Linked DNA regions of Mus musculus: all the other regions are linked to region 3. The links are chromatin contacts, called in public targeted proximity ligation maps. All regions are on one chromosome and are shown on one strand. The core of a region is the stretch at or near the end of the contact, and the rest is flanking DNA. Distances in the headings are between cores, read along the strand shown.

The links.
Region 1: a targeted proximity ligation map of bone marrow-derived macrophages shows a contact between it and region 3, with 4 times the contacts expected there. A contact is called at or near these places in 25 of 484 Hi-C or Micro-C datasets (B cells, the C2C12 cell line, CD4 T cells and 15 more), 8 of 130 datasets of targeted methods (the NIH/3T3 cell line, astrocytes, bone marrow-derived dendritic cells and 5 more) and 1 of 9 other capture datasets (embryonic stem cells).
Region 2: a targeted proximity ligation map of extraembryonic endoderm stem cells shows a contact between it and region 3. A contact is called at or near these places in 3 of 130 datasets of targeted methods (differentiating embryonic stem cells, extraembryonic endoderm stem cells and pancreatic cancer cells) and 1 of 9 other capture datasets (embryonic stem cells).
Region 4: a targeted proximity ligation map of extraembryonic endoderm stem cells shows a contact between it and region 3. A contact is called at or near these places in 9 of 484 Hi-C or Micro-C datasets (the N1E-115 cell line, cerebellar granule neurons, cerebellum and 5 more), 4 of 130 datasets of targeted methods (astrocytes, embryonic stem cells and extraembryonic endoderm stem cells) and 1 of 9 other capture datasets (embryonic stem cells).

What each region holds. Positions count from the first base shown.
Region 1 is chr19:23,244,343-23,248,876 of GRCm38.p6, forward strand. The region is part of intron 8 of Smc5 (structural maintenance of chromosomes 5); the gene reads right to left. Among named protein-coding and RNA genes, the nearest start is that of Smc5, 27 kb to the right of the region's middle.
Region 2 is chr19:23,798,824-23,803,388 of GRCm38.p6, forward strand. The region is part of intron 1 of Apba1 (amyloid beta (A4) precursor protein binding, family A, member 1); the gene reads left to right. Among named protein-coding and RNA genes, the nearest start is that of Apba1, 42 kb to the left of the region's middle.
Region 3 is chr19:23,519,535-23,523,821 of GRCm38.p6, forward strand. Gm34012 (a long non-coding RNA gene) reads left to right here. Exons shown (of 3, transcript XR_386614.2): 2 at 2,978-3,076; 3 at 3,458-3,518. Among named protein-coding and RNA genes, the nearest start is that of Gm34012, 25 kb to the left of the region's middle.
Region 4 is chr19:23,966,250-23,970,772 of GRCm38.p6, forward strand. No RefSeq gene overlaps it. Among named protein-coding and RNA genes, the nearest start is that of Gm34076, 51 kb to the left of the region's middle.

The DNA.
Region 1 (4,534 bases), core at 1,174-3,673, 270 kb before region 3:
TAGCTGTCTCTTGTGAGGCTATGCCAGTGCCTGGCAAACACAGAAGTGGATGCTCACAGTCAGCTATTGGATGGAACACAGGGCCCCCAATGGAGGAGCTAGAGAAATTACCCAAGGAGCTGAGGGGATCTGCAACCCTATAGGTGGAACAACAATATGAACTAACCAGTACCCCGGAGCTCATGTCTCTAGCTGCATATGTAGCAGAAGATGGCCTACTCGGCCATCATTGGGAAAAGAGGCCCCTTGGTCTTGCAAACTTTATATGCCCCAGTACAGGGGAACACCAGGGCCAAGAAGTGGGAGTGGGTGGGTAGGGGAGCAGGGCGAGGGGAGGATATAGGGGACTTTTGGGATAGCATTTGAAATGTAAATAAAGAAAATATCTAATAGAAAATAAAATAAAATAAAAATGTCAATTAAAAAAAAAAAGAAAGAAACCTGGGGCTGGGTCTAAGAATCTTCAAACACATCAGAACCTTACATGTGCGCACGCGCGCGCACACACACACACACCCACACCCCCACACACACGCACACGCGCATCCCACGAGCACTCACTCCTCTCTTTAAGAGCTGCATTAGCAGACTCCTACCCAGTCAACCACAAGTAATTGATTTGTCCCCAAGTATATCAAAAGCACTTAACAGCCACTTAACATATGGTTAGTACTTACTAAAATGTTGGGTGAATGAAAACATGTAAGGCAAAGTCAGATGTAAAATATTTACAGTAAGTACATACCACACATACGACCAAAATTTAAACCCAAACAAATTTCTTTCAACAAAATGATTTTCTACCAACACTTCAAGTTAACACTGAATCTTTATATTTAAACTTTTGACTTTTAATCCAAATAAATTATTTTTAAAATAAAATATATTGGCTGGCCACCTGTTGTCAACAGAATTTAATCAAAATCATAATTTATCAAAAACACTATTTTCTTTAAGACAACACAAATAGGGGGCTGCAGGAATGACTCAGTGGTTAAGAGCATTTCTGAAGGACCTGGATTTGATTTCTAGCACCCACATGGCAGCTCACAAGCATCTGTAACAGTTTCAGGAGGATTCAGGGCACGCTTCTAGTTTCTGAGACTATTAGGAACAATCATGGTGTACAGACATACAAAGGCAAAAAACAAAACAAAACCCATACACATTAAAAAATAAGTCTACAAAAAGGCTACATACAAATATATAGTACATCTAACTTGCTTTTGTAACTACAATGCTGCACTGAGTTAAATTAAGGAAGCACACTTCATATGCTGCTAACCGGTTTTATTTCTGAGTTTTATTTATTTCCTCCTCTTCTCCATCATAAAAGTTATAATAAATTAATGTTAAGGAATATGGAAAATACATACTTAGAACAAATAAAAATAATTTATAAAGGAATGTCTTTAAGCTTTATACTTCTTCAATGCCTACTTCTATCTTATTTATAAAACATTTGTATTAAGTGGGACCACTCAAGCTTCACTGACATTTTTACTACCCTCCCCATATATTCTGCAAAATAAAACTTTTACACTGGTATCATATTTTGTCATATGGAAGCACCACATTTTAATTCCTTATTGTTAGAAATTTCTTTCTGAAAATTTAAATTTGGCACTATCAAGAAATTAAACATATGCCAAATCCTGTCTTCTATATCAAACACAGAGAAATAAAAGAAAACAAGAGTTTTTACGTATACAGAGAGAGAGAGAGAAAGAGAGAGAGAGAGAGAGAGAGAGAGAGAGAGAGAAAATTAAAAAAAATAGACAAGAAATCAATGTTCCCATTAACAAACAAAATCTAAGCCATCGGGAGAATAAGTGAGCATGTCATAGTGTAAGAACAAGCTACCACCAAACACATGAAAAAGCCCAAGTCCACAGAAACTGATCATACATGTATTTTGTACTTCCAACATTGTGCTATTACGAAAAAGAAAAGAAAATAAAGAAAATCCAGTAGACTAGCAAAAAAGTTTACCAAAAGATGGTCTTTACCTTGGGCCATAAGAAAAGGAAATGCATCAATGATGCCTCAGTTCCTGGGTATGTTTTCTCAACTGTAAAACGTCTGCGTTCCTCATCCAGCAAACTATCAATAGCATCAATAACCACATCAGTCCCACCATGACTGGTGCTGATGCTGAACTTCAGCACATTTATAACCTCACCTCTTCAGGTTTTGTTAGATCCCATTCTTGTGTTGCTCAATCTCTCTGAATGTACTTTGTTACTCTAGCCGAAACGTGGGTATTTCTGAAAGATACTTCTGTACTGAGCTCTCTCCAGTAATGACTGGCATAAACCTTTATTTCAGGTTTAGAGCCAAGGGCAGAGGCCCCCTCATGGCAATGAGTCCTTCCTCTTTTAATGCACTGTTTCAGATTCTTTTAATACCATGTGATCAGACTTTGCTACCATCATATCCTGTTGTGAATTAACTAGTTCCCTAAAAGTCCTCCCTCACTTACACACTGATGACTCTGGCACCAGAATCACTCTCTTCTCTAATCCATCATTATGCCTATGGTCATGTGATTTCAACCCAAACACAGAAAGTAATCTTTTTGGTTCCTGTGTTTCTTTTCTTAACTTCCAAGGTATTTTCCTTTTACTCTAGACAATGTAAATCACCAAAAATCACACAGCTTCTGAAACTGTATTTCTGCAAACCTATTCCTTGGTAATTACTTCCTTCTTTCCATCATGTTCAGCCTTGTATTCCTAACCCATTCCTTAAAAAATCCACAGGATGTTGTAGTCTACTGACCTACTTTCTATCATCTCAATCCATCTTTTCCTTTATTTCTTTAGCCAACTGTGTTCCATAACCTGCCAGTCATTCACTCCCTTGCTAAGACCCATCGATCCTTAACTCATGACATGTTGAAAAATAACCTTAATTCTAGCCATATTTCTGCTATATCTAAACAACTGAAATAATGTAAGGCTGCCAGGCGTGGTGGCTTTAATCCCAGCACTTGGGAGGCAGAGGCAGGCTGATTTCTGAGTTTGAGGCCAGCCTGGTCTACAAAGTGAGTTCCAGGACAGCCAGGGCTACACAGAGAAACCCTGTCTCGAAAAACAAAAAAACAAAAAACAAAAAAACAAAAAAACAAAAAAAAAAAATAAAGAAAGAAAGAAAGAAAAGAAAAGAAATAATGTAAGGCATCCTGAAAAGCTGGTCTCATTTTAAATTTACAGTTATCACAAAAATGGCAGTCAAAACTTTTACCACTAACATATTTGAATTTTTATGTAGATCCTCTCATTTCACCACAGCCAAGCCTTCTGGCTGTCTTTCTCTATTAAGTCCTTGCCCCACACTCTGTAAGAAAATATTTCAAATTAGAGTACTTCCTTTTGTTGTACTTTAAACTCACCACACACGTAGTCTTCTTATCCCACAAGGTAAAAACAGTTCCTATAAATAACTAAATCTAACCCCTAAGACTACTCCAGAAGAGTTTTTCAAATTATTTATAATGAAAGACTTTTAGAAAGAATCCCAAGCCATGCTTTATCAATTACTATTATAATAAATTATCAAATGTCTTAGAAAATATAATCTAAGATAAATGCACCTTTAGAAAATTCCCCAAGAGAAATAAAAGCGTATAGCCATATAAAAAAAAAAAAAAAGTATACAAGTGGCTGGGCGATGGCTCCGAGGGTAAAGCACTGCCAGGCAAGTGTGAGGACCCGAGTTAGAGCCTGTGCTGATTAGTTTTTGTCATCTTGACACAAAGGGACTTCTTGTTACCAGGGACTAACAACGAGTGTGTACTGCTTGCCTTGATGCACGACTGATGTGGGAGGGCACAGGTGAGGGGCAGCACCATCCCTGCACAGGTGATTCTGGGATTTATAAGAAATCTTACAGGCTGAGAAAACCATGAGGAACGGGCCAGTAAGCAGGGCCCATCATGGGGTTGCTTCAGTTCCTGCCCTTAGGTTCTTGTCTTGAATCCTGCCCTGACGCTTCAGTGATGTATTGGCCTTTCACTCCCCAATGATAATAAACCTTTTATTCCCCAACTTGCTTTTGGTCATGGCCTTTATCACAACAACAGAAATCTAACCAAGACAGAAGCCCAGAACCCATGTAAAACCTGCATTTCTGTAATCCCAGTGTTCCTACTGAGGCAGAGACACAAGAACCTTCAAGTTCATGGGCTAGCCAGTTTAGCATATACAATGGCCAACCACAAAAGACACCTTGTCTTGAACAAGGTAAAAGGTGAGGGCAGACTCCTAATGTTTTCTCACCTCTACATACACACTGTGGCACATGTATGTCAGCACCCACACGTGCACAAACACAAAGATATACAAGAGTGGTTACAGATTAGTTAACATTCTCAAAGAAACTATTTTAATTTTATTAAATGGCAAATAGATTAAATAAATTTTAACCCTAAGGAAACTGGAAAACAGAATAAACTGTATACGTTGAACTGAATGAAAAGAAAATGACAACATATGGAAATGTGTGGGGCGGAGCTCGCTCAGTGGTGAAGGAG
Region 2 (4,565 bases), core at 1,583-4,082, 280 kb after region 3:
CTTTTGAATTTAACGTTAACAGATTGCCTTCTAAAACTCAGAACAGTTTAAGTCTTCAGATGAAGCAGGTCTAGTTAGGTGAAAGCATGAACCAGGTCTTGGTAATGGACTGGGCGTCTTCACCTAGGATCTGTGGGTCACAGCGGGGACAGGGGCAGGACCTCAGCTGGATCTCCTTGTTCTTGCAGAAAATCTTCTTTTAGTAGCACTTTCAGAATAATTACTAAGAATTAAAGTAATTGTTGGGAGTAGAAACATTGTTTCCAGCTCTAGTGTGTTTTTGCATCCTGGCCCTGCTCTGATCTGAGGCGATGGCATGGCAGAGTACAGGCAAACACCATGGCTGTGGAAGAAGCCTGGTGGGGCTTGGGTCCCAGGCGCATCTTGTGCTGATCTGATGCATTCTGGGCACCCATTGTAATGCTCGCAGGTTTATAAATTCACGCTGCTCTTTATTAAATTTAGAAAATGTTGATTTTCATTGAAAGCTGGCTCAGGCTGGGCATTAATTCCACTCTGGTCCTCTGGGAACTTTCAGGCATTTCCTATCTAGAATCTTTCAGAAGCACTTTGCCAATATATCCTAAATACAGGTTATGTATGAGCAAGAGGATTATGATAATTTACATTTTATATTTATGTTGCTTTATACCTCTAAAAAGGCACCCATCCCTACCCTGTGTGTATCCACATGACAGAGATGACAAGAGATCTGAAGACACCCCTCGTAAGAGGTGCCAACAAAAATCAGACATCAAAGACCTACTCACGGGCACAATCTAACACAACAAAATTGCTTACCAGTTCCCTTCAAACCTTATAAAGGGTTTGAACTGTGTTCCCCAATTTTTTTTGTTTGTTTGTTTGTTGTTTTGGTTTTTTGTTTGTTTGTTTGTTTTTCGAGACAGGGTTTCTCTGTGTAGCCCTGGCTGTCCTGGAACTCACTCTGTAGACCAGGCTGGCCTCGAACTCAGAAATCCACTTGCCCCTGCCTCCCAAGTGCTGGGATTAAAGGTGTACGCCACCAATGCCCGGCTGTGTTCCCCAATATTAAGACTAACATTTTTATGAGTTAATTTTTGTATCCAGCCACTTGGCTAGAAGTGTTTGTCAGATGTAGGTATTCCCTAGTGGGATGTTTAGGGACACTCATGTATACCATCATATCACCTACAGGTAAAGACGCTTTGATTTCTTCCTTTCCAATTTGTATCCACTTGATCTCCTTTAGCTGTCTTATTACTCCAGCTAAGATCAAGTCCTATATGGAATAGGTATGGAGAGAGCGGACAGCTTTGTCTTGTTCCTGATCTTTTCCACCTGTTCTGTTGGCTGGTCTGGACTTTGTGTGATGGGTTTTGCTTTACCTCATTATATTTTATTTGCCATTTGGTTGTTATCTCTTACAAGCCTATTCTCTTCTAATGAGAGATAGAAAGGGAGTGGATCCAGAAGGCATGGGAGGGAAAGGAACTGGGAGGAGTAGAGGAAGGGCAAACTACAGTCAGGAGAGATGAGAAAAGAATCTATTTTGATAAAAGAAAAAGGCTAACCATGAGCTTGTTAGAATACAGGTTCCTGTGATCCCACAAAGCCTGTACCAGACAGTCCTGTTTTAGACGGAGGAATCTGTATTTCAAGACCACACCTCCCTGGCTGACTTCCATGGAGAATGTGTGCTTTCATGCAGTGTTCCATATTATTAGTTGGTCAAGAAAGACAAAGACCCATTAAACAAGTCTAGGGACAGGGCTAAAAAGAAGCGGTCCAAAGGCCAGGACAAGAAAACTACATATGACAGACTCTCTTAAGGAAGTCCCCAGCTATAAGCTTATTGTTGCAGCTGTGGTCTCCAAGAAGCTGAAGAAGAGAAGTTCCTTGGCCAGAGCAGCAATTCGGGAGCTTAGTGAGCTACTTAAGAAGCTGGTTTCAAAGCACAGAGCCCAAGTAGTTCACACTGGAAACACAAAGGGTGGAGATGGCCCAACTGAGGGTACATCCCTCCCTCCGTGACTTCAAGCTTGCTCTCTGACACCATTGATCAGACAGCTTTTGAGAGGAAAATGAAAGAAGGCAGAACCTGCCTGTCTTCCACAGGACTTAAGCTTTAAGCAGATGTATTCCTAGGAGACATCTGGGGACAAGGAAAATTAGGCCCCCTGTAAATTATAAGATCACCCTGTGCCATCTATTTCACTATAGCCTCTGGCCAGTGTGGGTCACAGAAAACCAGAGAAAATGGGTACACAGTGAAGTCTAAGTGTCCCTTAAAAAGCACATTTGAAACGTAATAATATTAATAGCTTACTAACATAGGGTTTTTTTTTTTTTATGAGTCCCTCCAAGCCATTCTTGAATGTGCAATTTTCCAGACTTTTCCATTAGAGTTTGGCTATTTGAGACAAAGGCCATGTCTGCTATTGCCCCATTGTGATAAAGCCTGGGTCTTATCTTTGTAGCAGGAACTGTACCTTTGCCAAGGGAGTGGACATTTAAGCCATGAGGTCACTGTTCAGTCTGTGGCTGCTTGTGCTGGTCACAAAGGCAACAGTGCTGTTTCTAGGGACTGTGATTGCCAAAACCAGCGTGGACAATGAGCTGCTTTCCAAACATTAGAAGGCTCTTGGGGTTGGGAAATATTGTCTCCTGTTGTGACACTTCTAGGAGAGATCTTTAGCATGGCAGGAATTTAGACTAGTTGTTCTTGGGCACATGGAAGAATACATTGCAAGAATACATTCAGAGGCTTCTCAAAGTGAAAAAGCATAAAGTAGGCTTTGTATTCTCCTGGCCTGAGAATGCTTCTTACCAAGTGACCTCACAGGGTAAGAGGCATCTTGCAGTAGCATTTGCCTCTGCAAATGCAGACCTCATGAAACCTAGCTGTGAACCACACATAGACGCTCATTCTTTGTCACCCCCAGGCATGCAGCCCATGGTGCCACATTTATGCCTTTGCTTCACTTGCGTGATGGAGATATGTATGGCACGTGAGCTCTCCCTTGCCTCTTGCTGAGATCTGTGGCACACAGGCTAATTCTGTTGCGTCTATGGTGCATCATCTTTGACAAGAAGAAAAATGGATTGAATTATTGAATCTAACACGCATATGTTATTCGAGATTCTTTGGACACATCCCAGACCAACCGAGACACAGTCTGAGTGGAGGGCCTGGGGATGTGTGTTTTTTTAAAAGTTCCCCTAAAGTTTCAGGTGTTTGGTTGCCAGTCTATCAGATGATCTTTAAGACCACTCAGTTTTGATGGGACAAGGGACAATATCTACCGTGGTCATCAGGCTTGTGTGGGATAATAAAACATTCTTTGTTGCTAATCATAGCCACCATTGGGTTTCAATTAATTATTTCACTTTTGCCAAATGCCATGGCTTATTCACTGGTAGAAGGCAGATTAATGATCATAAAAGATTTGCCTGCTGGGACTTATTCACACATATTGTTCCTATTATGTTCACGGAGAAGAATTTTAACAATGATCTAACAGGCTTTGTCTAAGTTATGGACTTTCTATGAACTTATTATTATTATGTCCATTTTACAGATGTGAACAGTGGGGCACTAAGAGGACAATGAACATGCCCATGATCCCACAGTTGATAAGGAGTGGGACCAAAACTTAAACCTAAGCTATCAAACGCTATATCTGGGCAGTCAGCCTCAATTCTATTTGGTTTTCATTGGCTTTTCCTCTGGGAATGAAGGATGCTTGGTATAACTCCAGTTGGTCAGCAGAGCAGCTGCCTGCCTGTTGCACTGACTGAGTTTGAGGTATGTTGTGGACATGTGGGATACTTAGGTCTCTCACTCACACGAGGAAGCAGGACGAGACGGCAGACTGAGAAGAAACAGGGCACACGTAGGCAGCGTGGGGTGAGTTGAGTGCAAGATGGCCAGGAACATGGAAAGCAGCCATGGTCCAAAAGTCAGGGAAGGGCAAAGGAAAGGTCAGAGAATAAGAGGAGAGCCAGGGACCAGCAAGGACAGATTTTCTCCCGGTAAGGTGATATCAGCAGCATCAGGAAGTGCTGTGTCAGATCCCTGGGAAGCAGAGATGGGGCAGAAACCTAACAGCTATGGCATTGCCTTCAGGAAAAGCTTCCGTAGCATTCAAATACTGAAATACTAGACGACAAGGTACCAAGTGGGGTTAACGTGCTGTGTTTAATTCCCATAATCTTACATAATGCATTAAATAGGAGGCTAACTATTTAAAAAACCCCTCACATCACAATGATTGGATGGCCGAGCGGGTGGCTCTACTGTCTCAAGGCCTTTGAAGTCAGCCCCGTCCAGTCCCATCTCAGCACTGGCTCTCTCACTGCCTGTGCTCTGTTCAGCCCAGGCTGCTGGGCCTGGCTACTATTTGCCTGTATAGCTGCTAGAGCTGCCAGACTGGCCAGGCCTGCTTACTCTAATTTCCCTGCGGATGAAGGCCCTGGGTTTGAGAGACTGAGGCAGGCCCCTGCTGCAGCTTTCTGATCCCCCAACCCTCCCCAACTGCTTTCCTGCCAGATACACAAGGAAGAGATGACTGTGGACTTCCTTA
Region 3 (4,287 bases), core at 32-2,531:
CTGAGTTAAAACGAAGGTGTTGGCAGGACTGGTTCCTCCTGGAGCCTCTGATAGGACAATCCCTGCCCTTGCCTTTCCCAGCTTCTAAATGCTGTTCACATTCCCTGGCTGGTTATCGCCGCCATCAGAGGCATCACTCCAACCTTTGTTTCTTTCCCCACATCCTCTTTTGCTTCTTTGACCCTCCAACCTTCTTCTCATAAGAACATTGGTTATTACAATGGACCCATTTAGGTAGTTGGATCTTCCCATCACAAGAGCTTTAGTTAACCACATCTGTAAAGTCCTACTCACGATGAGAGGTCACATAGTCACAGGTTTCAGGGATCATGATGTAGCTCTCTTTGAAAGAGGCCATTCACATCCCATGGTAGTTGCTTAATTATCTGGGGATGCCATTTATTTGTCTTTGTTACAGAAATGAATCCGGATGGGCTAATGTTTTTCCTGGGGTATTTTTTTCTTTTGGAATAGTTTTCTCTGCAATGCTAGCCTTTCCACATTGGAAAGCCTTTTTCTAAAGGGAGTGGGCAGGGGACAAGTGAAGCAACAAATGGATAACTCCACATTCCCCTGTCTGATTTAAAACTGCCTGGTCCAGTGGCCATTTCCCACTTTGCCCATCTATACACCCACACCCATGCATGTGAGTGCTTGCGCGCATGCACACACACATACACATACACACACACACACCACACCACACACATACATACAGACATACACAAATCACACACACACACACACACACAAATACACATACACGCATACACATAAACACACACACACACACACACAAAGGTAGAGATGAAAGAGTCTCTTAGTTTTTAATATTTTTCCAGTCTCAATCAACTTGCTCCCTGCTGGCTTTTCTGTATGATTTATTGGTACAAATCTGTGCTTCTGGTCTCATGCTCAGCCTTGACTGTGCACTTTTCCTTCAAAATTCTGTTTCTGTTCTTTCTATTCCTCTCTTTGGGTGGTTGTAAGGGACACTCCCTGCATCCCCGTCATTAGAATAAGCCATGATTACAAAGTAAGCATCCTTTTATTGTAAGCTACGCGTTCTTCGTAAGTGATGGTCCCTTTTAGAAACACACTACAAACTCATTTTACTGATTTCAGATTAAAAGAAGAAAAGCCAATGGGTGTGTCTAAACATGCCCATTTGTTCCTCTTCCCTGCCATTACAAATTCCGAGATGATTCAGTCACTTCCTCCTACGGTCACCATACCTTCTGGGACACCAACTGGCTTTCCCTTTTGGTTAGAAATGAGCGGAGGCTCTGTGCAATTTGTCCTCTAATCAGTCCTTCCACTTTTAGCAACAGGAACCTCCCAACAGATGTCTGGAGAGTTGAAGTCATGACATCACCTCATCACTGTTACAGGGGAAAGGAGTCTTTACCGCTGACCACCTCTCTGTGATCGTGTGTCTCTGGCCACAAGCTTCCACACAGTTCTGGACTCTTCCACATGGTTCTTGTTTCTAGATAATACTCCGACTTAAGTAGGAATGCTTAGGCTGAGAAAAGTTAGACTACTTTTCTAGCTTATCTAGCTAGAGATAAGCTTAGGTGTGCCTGCAAGTGGACCTGAAACAATTTGCTGCTCTTGGAAATACATCAGTAAAGGGCAGACCTCTGATGCCATTTCAGAGAGCTACATGCTTTTAGAAACGACTCCTGCCCGTAGGCATAAGGCGTGCCACCTGGCCTGTGGCTTTGCTTTCACCGCTTAGCCACCTCAACTAGATTAGAGGTGAGCACGTGACCTCAGCGAGATCAGCAGAGTGACCTCAGGACTTCCATGGGGGATGCTGGGATGACATTTTCCTATGCTGTCGAGGTGGACAGGGAGCACACAGGTCAGGGCTTACAGCCATTTTGAGACTCCAAGAAGAGCTCATTTGAGAAGGTGCCATCTCGTAGAAAGGGAATGAGAAGAACTCAGGTTTTTAGGGCATTGTTGACAGCTAGAAGGTCAAGTCTTCCGATTTTTAGTCTCTTGTCTTAAAACTTATTTTTCTAATTTCCATTTGAATGTATATATAAAACACATATATATAATATATTATATGTGTATATGTATATATGTAATATATATTGTACATACACATGCATATATGTATACATGTATATTTATATATATGACATGATTTTTTTGCTATAGGTGAGAAGGTTAGTGTGTAAGGAAAAAGACTGGAGAGGACAGAGGATGAGCTCTGAGCTTTGGCCATCAGAAGGCATTTTCATCGTGCCCTGTCTTGCTTCTGTGCATACAGTAGAAAGGAAAATGAGCAGATTTTTTTCACTGTATGTCAGACAGTCATGGTGGTACATGTCTGTTACCTCAGCAGTCAAGGAGAGACCAAAGGTATGAGGATGGAGATCTGCCTGAGCTACATAGCAAGATCCTGTCTCAAAACAACCAACGAAAATGTTGTATCTCCAAGAACAACTCCTGCTGCTGTAACCTCAGTCTGAGTCACAAGTGTGTCATGCCAAGGAGTTAGACAGTATGGGGACATTTAGTCAGAATTGGTAGTATGCAGAGTTCCATTTCCCTGCCGTCCCAACTGCTCATAAAAACCCCGTCAGTCATACAACCGTTCTAAAGATAAGCCTCTGAAACACCCTCTTTCAGGTGCCAATAATGGCTCCAAATCAGACAGAAATTTAATTTATAATCTTTCCCCAACAACTTTCCTACCTTATTTAAGTCAATCTTATTTTCTACAACAGTAAGGAAAGCAACTTGCAAAAATCTTAAATAGCTCTAGAGATGATCCAAACTGTTGCAGTGCCCTGAGCCCTCATCCAGGATCTGCATCTCCACAACTGGGGGGCTTCTTCATCTCCCCAATCCTCGGCCCACTCAAGCAAACTTGGCTTAATACCATCATCTGTATAAAAACCCAGGCCTGTTTCAACTCAGTTTCTGCTTACATATAAGGTTGTGTTCATGTATCTTACAGTCTCTCCCCAGCAGAGTATGCGCCCCTTCAGCCATAAGCCACAGCTTTACCGTGGAGGATAACCTAACCGATCTGTGTCCTTGGTACCTGGCACACATAGTAAGTCTTCAATAAAAGCTCATGTGGAAGGAATGTCTTTATTCAATGTTTGGCTACAGCTAGCACTCCCTGCTGACTTCGTGTTCCCTGCCATCATGTGCCTTGGGCCGTAGAAGAAGCAGACTTAAAGGGGGGATTCCCATAAATGGGATGATAGTTTCTCACAAAGCCAAGCATGGAATGTCATGTGATCTAGAAGTTCCACTCATAGGTATACACTGTACTTACCCTTCTAGGGTGAGCGTGCTTAAGTGGTGTGTGTGTGTGTGTGTGTGTGTGTGTGTATTTGTGTGTGTGTTTATTATTGTGTTGTGTATAAGATTTCTGGGGCATGTTTAGTGACTCTGAGTCTAACTTTCTTTCTTTGTTTTTATTCAACAGGATCTTATTATGATGCCATTCCTGGCCTTGATTTTACAGACCCCTGCCTGCCTCTGCCTCACAAGAGTGCCAGGATTACAGGTGTGAGCCACCATACCCCACTCTATGAGTAACTTTTTTTTTGAGAAATGCATAACTTTAAAAAGGACCGCCTAATTTTTCTACAGTGCCTGCAAGTGTTTTGTACTCCAGTAGTACAGGCGAGGAGTCTGTGTCTCCTCTTCAGAAGTAACTCCCCCCTTTTTTGTAAGTGATGGCCATCCCGGTAGCAAGGCCTTTTTAGGGTTTGATTTCCCCTAGGGCTAATGGTGTGGGTCATCTTCTGTTTTCCTTGCTAGTTCTTCATGTATATATTGTAGGCATTGTCCTACCCTCTGCCCATATTTAAGTTAGATTATTCTAATTAGTTCTAGTCTATTAGTTATCGCACCATAAGAATTCCTTACTCTTCAGGAAACTTTATATGTGGTTTGCAAATGCACTTTCTGCTCGAAAGTTGATTTTACTTCCTCAGTAATGTTCTTTGATGCACATTTTTATTTTTGATGACTTCAAATCTGTCTTCTTTTCCTCCTTCAGTGACCTGTGTGCTTTGGCCATCTGAACTCCAGGCTTCATGACCAGCTGAGTAGTTTCTTTCTCACTTCCCTGTTTGGAAGAACAAATGTAGCCAGCCACTGGCTAGTCGGTAACTGAGTCCTCTAAGGACAAGGACGGGATCTAAAGAGCAGAAATGCCTGAGAAAGAAGAGGTCAAGTGGTCAAACATGAGCCCCACCCTAGTACATGCTTTCAGCAAACCTGTGACAGAACTTTCCCTTGGGCATCACT
Region 4 (4,523 bases), core at 1,157-3,656, 450 kb after region 3:
AGGGGATAGGGGATTTTCGGAGAGGACACTAGGAAAGGGGATAGCATTTGAAATGTAAATGAAGAAAATATCTAATAAAAAATAAAAAAAGAAACGCCAGCCAATGCAATTAATAATAATAATAGTAATAGTAGTAGTAATAATAATAATATAGTTCTAAAAAACATAATAAAGTCAGACTTCGTTTGTTTGTTTGTAGACAGGGCCTTGTTACATAATTCAGACTGGCCCGAACTCATGACTCATCTCCATTTTGTAAATGCTGGGATTACAGACTGGCAATCCATCTTTGGTGTCATCGTGACTCTTTTTAAAACAGACGCTGGGCCAGCGAGAGGGCTCACCTGCGCAAGGCGCTTGCTGCTAAGCCTGATGACCTGAGTCGAATCTCTGGGACCCACACAGTGGAAGGAGAAAGTCAACCTCTGCAGGGTAATCTCTGACCTCTACAAATACACGGCAATGTGTCCATACACATGCACACACAAGAAATAAATACATAAGTAATTATGTATATAGATGTAAAAAAGTTTTAAAGAGAAGTGATGTCATGGGGTTGGTGTTCCCACTCCACGTGAGTCTCTGAGTACTCTCCTTCCCTCCCAGGTTCCACCCATCAGTGTCCTTGGAGAAACAAGCAATCGCTCATGACTGAGGCAGAAAATAGATAGATACTACGGTTCTACCACTTGGCAATTATGTAACCTCAAGCAAGTACATTTCTTTCATTGAATATTTGGGCTCCTGAGCTACAAAATAAAGCAGCAGCCTTCCCGATTAGATGCCTCTAGCTCCCTTCTTAGGTTCACTGTTAAAAACCTGCTCACCTTCTGCAAGCAGGCTTGAGGCACACAGGCAAAGCAGCTCACAAGACAATTCTCCTTGCTTGGAAGTCTCTTGTGCCCTGCCCCCTCTCTCCCTCTTGTCCTCCCACCCCCAAGTCCACTGTGAATTCCTCTTTTTGGGTTAGAATCCACACACAGTATCTAACAGGCACTGGAAAAGCCTCTGCAGACCTGGGGCCTCCAGCCACTTGGCAAGAGCAGGACGATGATTCATCCTGAATGTTTGCCTCTTGCCTTTTAGTTAAGGCAAAACACAAGAGAGCTTGCCAGCTACTGGGATAAGAGGAGCTCCCTACTCAAAAACCATAAGCCTGAGGCAAGGCGTGGGTGGCAGAGCTTCCTACTCTGAAAAGGACACAGACTGCAGATTCTCTCTTGGAGCAACCTCTTAATCCCCTGGCCCTCTCAAGTTTCCTTGTTGGATGCTCAGACTCTACCCTGATGTACTTAGTCCAATTTTAGTAAGAAAACTGCACCCTTCCGGTCTGACCAATACCTCATTCTCTGCCTGCCTTCCATCTTCTCACTTTGACCTGCCTTCTGCAATCATTTGATTGAATTGATAAATCAAGAATTACCCGAAGGCTGGGAATGTGGCTCCATAGGAGCAGACTTGCCCAGCGTGCACCAAGTTTTGGGTTCTAACCCCGGCAACAGGACACTACCACCACACACCCTACTAGAAATCTCTGTCGTTGGGCTGAATCTGACCTCTCTCCCTCACTACAGACCCTCTTGAATAAAGTCACACCTTGCCTTAAAAAAAAAAAAAAAAAAAAAGAGCAGTGGGACATTTACTTTTGTTTTTTCCATCTAGACCTACAACATCAATAGATATAAATAAATTCTAGTGTTTCTTGTTTTTATTTGGGGTGGGAGGCAGGAGGGAAATAAAGGGTTAGAGAAAGAACTGAAAACAGGTGACCTCCTAATTTTTCTTCTTAACAGGGAGTACTGCCATTCTGACAGCAGGGTCACCTACAGGTCACATTTTGAGTTTATAACAACAGCATCCTGTGAAATTCTAAAGGAGAAAATGTTTGCTTCTTTTGACACATATGCCCACCAAGCGCACCTTGCCTTTAAACCTTTTTTTTTTTCCCTGTTCTCAATACTTGTCTCCTTGCTATGACCTGCATGCACTACCTGCCAAGGTGAACAGCATTGCCCTCTCTCTTCTTGCTTATCTTTGCCTCCTCAGCCCCTGGCCCTCTGCCTAGGAGCCTGTAGCTCAGTAAATACCTGTTGAGTGACTAGCTGAGTGAAGTGGAAGAAAAGTGCTGCCTTCTGGCTGCAGGCCTGACTTGCTTTTCAGAAGCCCCAGGGAGGAACACCTTGTAAACAAAGATGGCTGTGTTGAGGCCTTTTCCAGGGGCTCCCTCAGTTGTTCTCAGCTGTGGCAGCCCAGGGAAAGGTGGAGATAGGCTCCTTTGTTTTGCCTCAAAATCTCCTCTCCCGTGGAGAGGCTGGAGGCAGCTCCAGTTCTTCTGATGTTGAGGGATTTAAAGAGCCTTGGACTTTGGCACTGCAGGCCTCTCCAGGGATCTTCAGTTACTCACAGCCTCCTATACAGAGAGGAGGTACCGGGTGTGTGGGGCCAGTGCCTACTTGCTCCTGCTCCCTTCCAGTCTCCTCTTCAATGTCCAGGCGAACACCATAGAAAACCGGTTCAGGGGAGACAGGTGACTTAGACTCAAGTGGGCCTCAGACCAATGCAAACCAGTGTAACCCAGAAACAAGATTAAGGTCAGAACACAAACAGAGGAGTTTTGAAAGTTAATCTGAAAGATCTTTTTTGTTGTTGTTGTTTTGTTTTAAGGCTGAGCCAGGGAATCTGTAGATCCTGCTGAAACCCGGACACTCAAGAAAGCAAACAAAAGCAAGGAGGCAAGGGCAAACTGGTTAGGGCCAGTAACTGCCAAGGTGAGTGTCAATCCAACCAGACTGTCCTTGTTCCAAGGAGCTTCAACAAACCTTCCCCACCCCCAGCCCCTGTCGTGTGTGTGTGTGTGTGTGTGTGTGTGTGTGTGTGTGTGTGTGTGATGCCAAGTGTGTGCAGGTGCCCTCTGAGGCCAGAGGGGGCATCAGATCCCCTGAAGCTCCCAACATGAAGACTAGAAACAGAACTCTGGAAAAATAGCAGTCACCCTTTACTGCTGAGACATCTCTCCAGGCCAGCATGGTAGACTTTAGATAATAAAATCTCGGTGGAGATTAGATTAACTCCTATACAAGGACAGACACATTTTGAATGATGAGCAATGTGTCCCCCAAACCTATTCTAACCCTTCCCCATAGAAATAAATACACACGTTCGTTCGTGGCTGATCTGCAGATGAAGCAGTCTCCCATGGCTCTTAAGTAAAGCGATGTACTCCCCTGCAATAACCGTTCACTTGTCTTGTACTTTAGACCTAGCCGATGCTGACTTCTAACTTACATGACACAAAGGACCTGCACAGCGGATGCCATGACTATGGACTATAATAATTTTAAAGGGGGTTGTATTATGAAACTATAAAAAGACATGGAGGAAGCTGAGGTGCGTATGTCCAACTGAAAGAAATTGCTCAAAAGGCTACAGACACACGGTTGCAACCCTACCAGGCATGGAAAAGATGCTTTCCTACAAAGCGCCCATCCTCACCTGTGCTCACGAGGTAACAGGCCCAGGATGAGCGGCACCTCCACCTGCACTTTGTGCCTGTCTCCTTTACTTTGGGCCAGACTCCTGCTGGAACGCTGCCTGACGGTCTCAGCCTAGGTGTCTGAGAAGTGAGGCTCCTAACTAACTTCATCCCCCTTTGAAACTCCAACACTAAATCCTGGTCCTTCTCCTACAGCACCATGGATTCCGGGTAGGCAGGGTAGACCACCCATGAGATGAGGGCAGGCACACACCCTGGAGCAGATCACCTATCTTAGCAGAACCAGACAGGGCCCTCTGACAACTGCCATAATTCAGAATTCAGAATTCAGAAGCCGAGGTGATGATGGGCCAACCTTTGACTAAGACTGCTAAATTATACAAACATCTATCCTCCTGCTGCGTTTCATCCTCAGTTTGAACCTAAAGCGTCTATCAACACACCAAGACAAATCTGGGGTCACTGGACCCCCTTATCTTCCGACCATCCCAATGGACACTAATTGATTTTTCTCTGTTTTTACATCACTGCTTGCTTCTGTAGTCGGTGGGTTGGGATGATGGCTGAGCTTGGCCTGTAGGAACTTCTGGAGGGTAACCAGATTTTTGCCAGTTAGGTCCTTCAGCAAATGTCTGGTTCTTGTGGTAAATGTAAGCAGGCAGGCAGCTGGACTTCAGAGCCTCCTCCCTGAAACCTCACTACCAGGCAGGACTCTTGGGGCAGTAAGCCTTCAGCCAGTCTTCCTAAAGTGCAAAAGCTGGGAAAGTCTTCCTCTCTGGCCTCAGAAACCCAGATATAGAGCTTGCTGGAACATTTTGAAGGGGCAACCCCTGTCCTGATTTATCCTGCGCCAAGCTCACAAAGTGAGCGTCGTGTTCTTACTCAACTGAAGCAGGGCCAACAATAACTGTACAAGGCTCTAGGCATCCAGATATCCTGAGTGACATTCACTTTGCTAGTGAAGACTTACTTCAAATATTTCTCTGCTCAGTAATCAATGCTGTTATCATTCTGATGTCACACTTGAAAT